Linked DNA regions of Zea mays: region 1 is linked to region 2. A link is a contact called in public Hi-C data. All regions are on one chromosome and are shown on one strand. Each heading gives the region's core, a stretch centred on a gene start, on an enhancer-like site or on the middle of the called end of the contact. The rest is flanking DNA. Distances are from core to core; before and after follow the strand shown.

Region 1 (3,195 bases), core at 277-2,776, 140 kb before region 2:
CATTCTCAACATTTTCTGTTTCAAGCCGGCCATCAAGGAATCTCACAAGCCTCCGCAAGACAGCAAGAAAATGTTCAGCCCTCCTTATGTTTCCAGGAACAGCTTCCTTCAAGATGTCATCAGGCAAAGACGGATTCGCGAGCCAAGCATCCGATACTTCATCACAAGAAGCATAATACTGTGAGCTATATGCAGAAGGCTATAGCTGACAGTGCGAAATGCAGTACTGGTGGCAAAAGGCCAGTGCTTACTTGGTAGATTTCCTCGCTGTGCCAGTCCATCCACCAGTCTGTTGTATTCAGCACGAAGCCTATTGGCATCGGTGGCCTTGAACCTTCCTACCAGATAAAGCAGTTGGCAAAGCAAGCTTAACTATCCATCACAAAGTTGAAGATGAATAGTTCTAAAGAAACAGGACCTATCGTTCAGTGGCTATTGGTGGCTGGCTTAAGTATATCCAACAATTGGGAGTGGTACCTGTCGATCTCTTGCGAGATGCGCCGCAGATTTCGCTCTGCGCCTTCCAGCGTCTGCTTGCGGATGCTGACGCTCAGCGCCTCTATGCAGACATTGTCAATGTTGTGAGCCTCATCGAACACGACCACACACTCCTTCTGCATCTCCCTGGACACAATGCTGGCCACCTTGGGGTCGAGCAGGTACTGGTAGCTGTACACCACAACATTGGCGTACTTGACCATCTGCCTGGCAAGGAAGTAAGGGCAGACCCGGCGCTCCCTTCCGAGCGCGCGGAGGTCTGCCAGGGTGTACACCCCGGGCGGCATGAAGGAGGCGAGGTCGCCGGCGGCAGCGGCCCGGTCGAACGTCTCGTAGAACTCGCACAGCGGGGTGGAGTCCGGGTCGGAGGAGGCCTTCTCGCGGACCCAGGAGGCCGTAAGGCGGCGGCAGGCGGTGTCGACGGAGTCCCGGGCGGCGGCGGCGGACGCCTGCGGGTGGATGCAGAGGTTCTTGCGGGAGGAGAGGCCGAGCGCGAGGAGGGAGCGGGAGGCCGCGGGCGGGAGGTGGGCGAAGAGGAGGCGGAGCTCGGCGAGGGTCTTCTCCATCTCGTGCACGGTGCGGGTGCAATAGATGAGGCGGAGCGGGCGGGCCGGGTTGGCGAGGGAGTAGGAGGTGATGAGGGAGATGAGCGCCGCCGTCTTGCCGGTGCCCGTGGGCATCTCGAGCAGCGCGTGCCCGCGCGCGTCGAGGGCGCGCTTGAGCTCCCCCATGTACGCGTGCTGCTCCGGGTAGATCGCCGCGTACGGGAAGTGCACGGGCAGGCCATCCAGGTCAAACCGCATTGTGGCGGAGGGGAAAGGCAACCGAGGGGCAACGCCGGAGGGGTTTGATTCGCCGGAGAGCGGAGAGGCGGAGACGGTGCTCGCGCCGCCGCCGCGGGGTGGAGATCACGTGAGGTGCTCGGTGGAATGCCCCCGTGCAGAGGAGATGCTGGTGGGCTCGTAATCGTAACGAGTATAGGCTTCTGGGTTGGGCTGGTACAGAGAACAGAGTCGGCTGCGAGCTACGGGCTACGAATGAACGATACAAAGGGTGGGAAGGCCACTCATAGCCCTCTTTGTTTCAGTTTTTTCGGTTTCTGTCCACCAAAAATTATTGTGGACGGTTAAACGCTCAACTTTTTAGCTAGCTTCTATAAAATTAATTTTGGTAAAACCATCTGAAATCAATATAAACACATAATCGGTTGAGTCGTTGCAATAATAGGAATCCGTCAATTTCTAGATCCTGAGCCCTATAGACAAATTCATCTTTCTTTGCACATAATCGCAACGATACTCAAATTCTCTACACATCCAGATTCTCCCCACATTCAGATTCTCAGAAAAGTTGAACCAAACAGGCCTTGTACCCCTAGAGTAGAATTTAAAGTACAACCTTCTGGGTTGGGCTCGTACAGAGATCTTACAATTTTTTATTGCGACGGCTCACAACAATATTGTGTCCTCCTCGGCAACACGCACGGAGAAAGGCCAAGAGCAAGACCGACACACCCCATATTCGTGTCGACGAGCGTCGGTCGGCTCGCGGCTGCAACCGTGGGCGGGGGAGCAGGTTGGGGAGGAAGAACATGGCGAAGGCCAGAAAGACGAGCGAGACTTCCGACAGCGGCGAAAACAATGGTGCGCGCATGCTATGAAACGTCCTCATGGATGTGCAATAGCCACTGCGTGGGTCGGTGTAGGGGCTGGTGTCAGACGAATATGGGGAGGAGGCGTCTGCTTCCACACCCTCCGCCGAGAATGGGGTGGCACGGAGGCGGAGGCATGAGGGGAGAGAGAAAAGAAGTAGGATGACGAACGAGGTGGTGACAACTGAGTCGAGTACTATCATTATCGTGCGAAGGTACAGATGATCAAATGTGTCGTGTCTGGTGGGCTAGTCTGAGGCACGACCCATTTAATAGTGTCTAGGCCAGCCCGACATGAGTGTTGTGCCATGCTTGGGCCGTAGCCTCGACCCGACACGATTATATATTTTTAATTTTACAAAAAAGCATATATACACATGTACAATTTATATTCAATATTGAAAACATCTGAGTATGATGTTCTACTGGTTAGACGATTTCACCTAGTGTCTCCCGCCATTCTTCCAATAGGCGTGGGTTCAAACCCCACCTTCGACACTATTTTTTAACATTTTATGCTGATTTAACCAAATGGCCCGACGGGCTAACGGGCCGGTGTGTCGTGCCTGGGCCAGAGCTGCGGTCTGCGGGCGTCGAGCCCGTGCCAGGCTGCCGTTAAGGGGACAGGCGTGCAACAGGTTAATTTGAAGTAGATGTGATGTGTTATTTGTAAAAAGATGACGCAGAACGACTGTTGAAACTCATATTTTAATATAGTAGAGATATAGAGAGAGATTTTAGTGTATTTTGGTTAGTTCTATTTGGTTTAAAGCCTTAGGTGGCCAAGCCAAAATTTGGTCAGTATTTGACCATATTTGACTCTAAATTAAAATTTGGTCAGATAATAAATTGCTCATTTATATAGCTTAGGTATAGTCAAATAAACCATATGAGTGAAAGTTTTGTTCTATAGTATGATTTTAATTTGAAGTCAAGCTTAGTCAAACTGTGACCAAAATTTGGCCTGGTTAATAATGGCCTGGAACCAAACATTGTTGCCTAACTATCAATGGATGCTAAATGTTTTATTATATGGAGCAAACTCA
Region 2 (3,502 bases), core at 157-2,656:
TATATCCTCAGAAAAATAATGCTTCGGAAGACGAATATCCCTAATAACTAATAATTGTGTTGCCTTTTTCTTGATTCACAACATTTGAGAACGAGTGACCAACAGATATGAAATGCAAACTCTCACAAGGGGGAGGTGGGGAAACATAAACATCACAAACCAAATCATATAACAGGTATATACATACTTCTATATAACCTAACACTTGATAAAAGTGACCAGGCTGAATTTACTTAGACAAACCAGAGGACTAAACATACTTAAGTCATTTACTTCCCAATCCATGTCATAAATGGGCGGAGTTTGGTCAGATTGTTATACAGGTCAGCCTCCCCGATGAGACTATTTGCATTGGATACAAGAAACCTTTCGGTAAACACCGATACAAAGAGTACAGAATTGTGTGCAGTCGTTTACAACTCTTTATATACTTCCGCATGTACTATCGCCAAATATAGCGGGTGCATATCATTCTGGTAGCAGTCTTATCCATATCAAATCCTGTGTTATATAGATAAAAATATAGAAGTTAGATAAGAGTGAATATAATTTACCGTAGTTGATATAGATGAAATATATAGAGAAATATGAGTGGGGAAGATTATAAGATAGAGTGAAAATATTTTTTTGATTGCCTCATCCTTCCTATACAAGTTGTAGCATCTGAACTCAAATACTACACACGCTAAACACACAACGTAAGGCTGTTCGCAGTCACGGACTCTATGCACTACACGATTTGAGATAGAGTAAAAATTCAGCTGCAGTAGACAACTGGATGTAGTACTCCATTTTACGCTCACAAACGACACATTCAGCATACGTACGGAAGCCACCCTATCCAATGTAGTGAGCAACATGCAGCAGGACGTGTACAAAAAGAGATTTGAAAATAATAATATAATACTAGCCGGTTGTCCGTGCTTTGCTACGGTTTTTATATATCATATAAATATGTATTAAGATATTTATTCAAGTATAATTATTGTTTATTTTTCTAAATAATAAGATATGTATGGTCTGTTGGTTAGCCTCAAATTTCTGAAGTTGAGGGTGTGCGTTTAAGTGCTCGCTCTGTATTTTTTTTTCGCGGTGTGGTAATTACGTGTGTAGGGTTTATTTGATATAGGGTTGAGATATGAAATAAATATGACTACAAATAATTATAATATCAACTAAAAAATTTTATTGATAAGGATATAACATTTTTAAGGTAATATTTTAGAGTTATATGACTGCGGATAGCCTAAAAATATGGAGTATCGTACGAGGCTCATACCAACTGCACACCAGCGGATCCACACCCAACCGCCGAATTCGATACACACACCCGTCCACACTCAACCCGACCCAATATACACACCGAGGCCCGAAACAATAATAATAGTGTAGTAATAATAAAAGGAAATCACTAAATTTCCCCACCCAGTCCGCTGCGCAGGCCAGACATCCGCGGCGTCCGCCTCCCCGGCCCCGATCGATCGGAAGCTTCGGCTTCCCCTGACACAAGGCCGGCGCGAAAACGCCCCCACAAACAAACGGCGGACCATTGCCGCGCGTCGATTCGAACCCGCCGGGGAAAGCGCCGACGCCGTCTCACCCCGCGGAGGCGAAACCCTAGCGATGGCGGCGTCCGTGGACGCTGCGGCGGCCCTGGCGGTGACGCCCCCCGCTGTGGAGGAGGCGGGCGGCGCTGTTGAGCAGGCCAGGACGCTCATCGGCGCGCTCAACCTGCTTTCCCGCAACCTGCCGCTGCCCCCCGACGTCCTGCGCGCGGTCTCGTCCATCTACCACGATGGGGGTGCGGGTGACGATGAGGAGGAGGAGGGGGGAGAGCGGGAAGCGGAGAAGGAAGGGAATATGGAGATGACGGCCGCGGAGGAGGGTTACCCCGTTGACGTTGCGACCAAGGTGCGTGTGGGTGGTTCTTCTGGTCTGTGTGGGGATTGCCCCCCTTCTGTTCGGGTGCTGGGGACTGCACCTGACCGTTGTCTTTGCTTGCAATTGATTGCTCTATTGGCCCTTGCATTAGTAGCTTTGATAGTTAGTATTTGGCGGCTGATGCGCTTGTATGAGGTTCTGCAAATTTCTCTGTTGAGGGGTCTTCATATTCATTAGGTGGGATACTTTATTTGGACATAACTGCTTGATTATGATGCAAGGGACAATGCTTGAGACAATTGTATTTTTGGGACTACAAACAGTGTGCTTTGCAATAATGCCATTCCAAACAATTAGCTAGCATAAATGGGATTATAAAGATCGTATAATTGATTAAGATGCCATTTAGTGTATTCTCTTCCTTATCTAATACAATCTCTTGTATTTTGTGCCGTACGAGACACTTTTGCCCCTCAAGCCGTTCTGCAGGTTTCATCTCTCGTTTACGTGGCCTGAGCGTTTCATCTCGTGCGCCGCCATGGAGCTAAATCATCTCCGTCAGATCGGAGACGCCGGACAAGGCACCACCACCACCACCACGCTGGGCACAGCCGCCCCCCGTTCCATCGAGCTGGCTTGAGGCGCAGGGCATAACTGATGCTTCAGCAACCTATTGGGTTGTAAGCATTAGTATTGTTTACCTGCACATTGCCTATCAGTGTTCACTGCACATGGCCTAATAATTCGATACAGTACTATCTAATTGTTTACTGTACTTTAAAAAATGGTTTGTGTTTTTTCCTAAATTTTGAATGGCGGTAGGGCAAGGCGATACATCGATTTCTGATCAATTTCTTGAAGATTTGCTTTAAACATACAAGAACAACTTTGTGTCATCTGAACTTGCTCACACCATACTTGATTGTGGTCAAACTGAAGAACTGATGCATATATTGTTCTGTGCTGCTAACCGTACACAAGAAATTCAAGCTACATAAGTCCAATATGCATCCAGAATAAATCGCTCACATGAGCCCAATTGAATCCCTCCCTAACGAATTGGCGACCTCTATATCTGTTCGTTGTTAAGCATGCGGCATCCATGGCCAATTCGGCCGAGCCGCGAGCTGTCTCCGACGCACGAGCATGTGCGTCCGCGCAGCTCCTGCCTGCGCTCTTCGTTTCTTGTTCATCGCAGCTGGGGCATGCCGGAGCTCGTCCGTAGGGCAGTGCTGGCTACGGATGGATGGCGTGGCCGGGGCCTCGGCGCGACTCTAGCAGGAGCTCGAGAGTGCCTCCATGGTAGCACAGTTCAAGTTTCCAGTTCTGCTTGTCCGCTGCGTGACGGGCAAAAATGTCTCCTATACCACAAATACATGGAGATGAATTGGAAAACGGAAGCAAATACGTTAAATGGTAGTAGAATCAATTAAAAATGTTTGTAGTCCCTTTTCTACGAAATAATTGTTTGGAATGGCATTATTGTGAAGCACATTGTTTGTAGTCCCAATAATACAATTGTCTCACAAGGTTTCTAATACACTTTTTTGAGATCCAGACGAGGCAACTCTGTTGACCAAAGATCAAGCATTTTTTAGGTCAGGTTTTCCTTTTTGTTCTT

The links. A called contact is a pair of places that touch in the nucleus more often than the background predicts.
Region 1: a contact with region 2 is called in a Hi-C map of ear, with 3 times the contacts expected there. The contact joins the promoter of LOC100285960 here to the promoter of LOC100278915 in region 2. A contact is called at or near these places in 8 of 25 Hi-C or Micro-C datasets (bundle sheath, ear, endosperm and 3 more).

The regions. Positions count from the first base shown.
Region 1 is chr10:91,195,748-91,198,942 of Zm-B73-REFERENCE-NAM-5.0, reverse strand. It overlaps LOC100285960 (DNA repair helicase UVH6), which reads right to left and starts at 1,526. Exons shown (of 11, transcript NM_001158849.2): 1 at 478-1,526; 2 at 252-334; 3 at 1-156. The coding sequence starts at 1,301.
Region 2 is chr10:91,056,869-91,060,370 of Zm-B73-REFERENCE-NAM-5.0, reverse strand. It overlaps LOC100278915, which reads left to right and starts at 1,406. Exons shown (of 12, transcript NM_001354468.1): 1 at 1,406-1,911. The coding sequence starts at 1,624.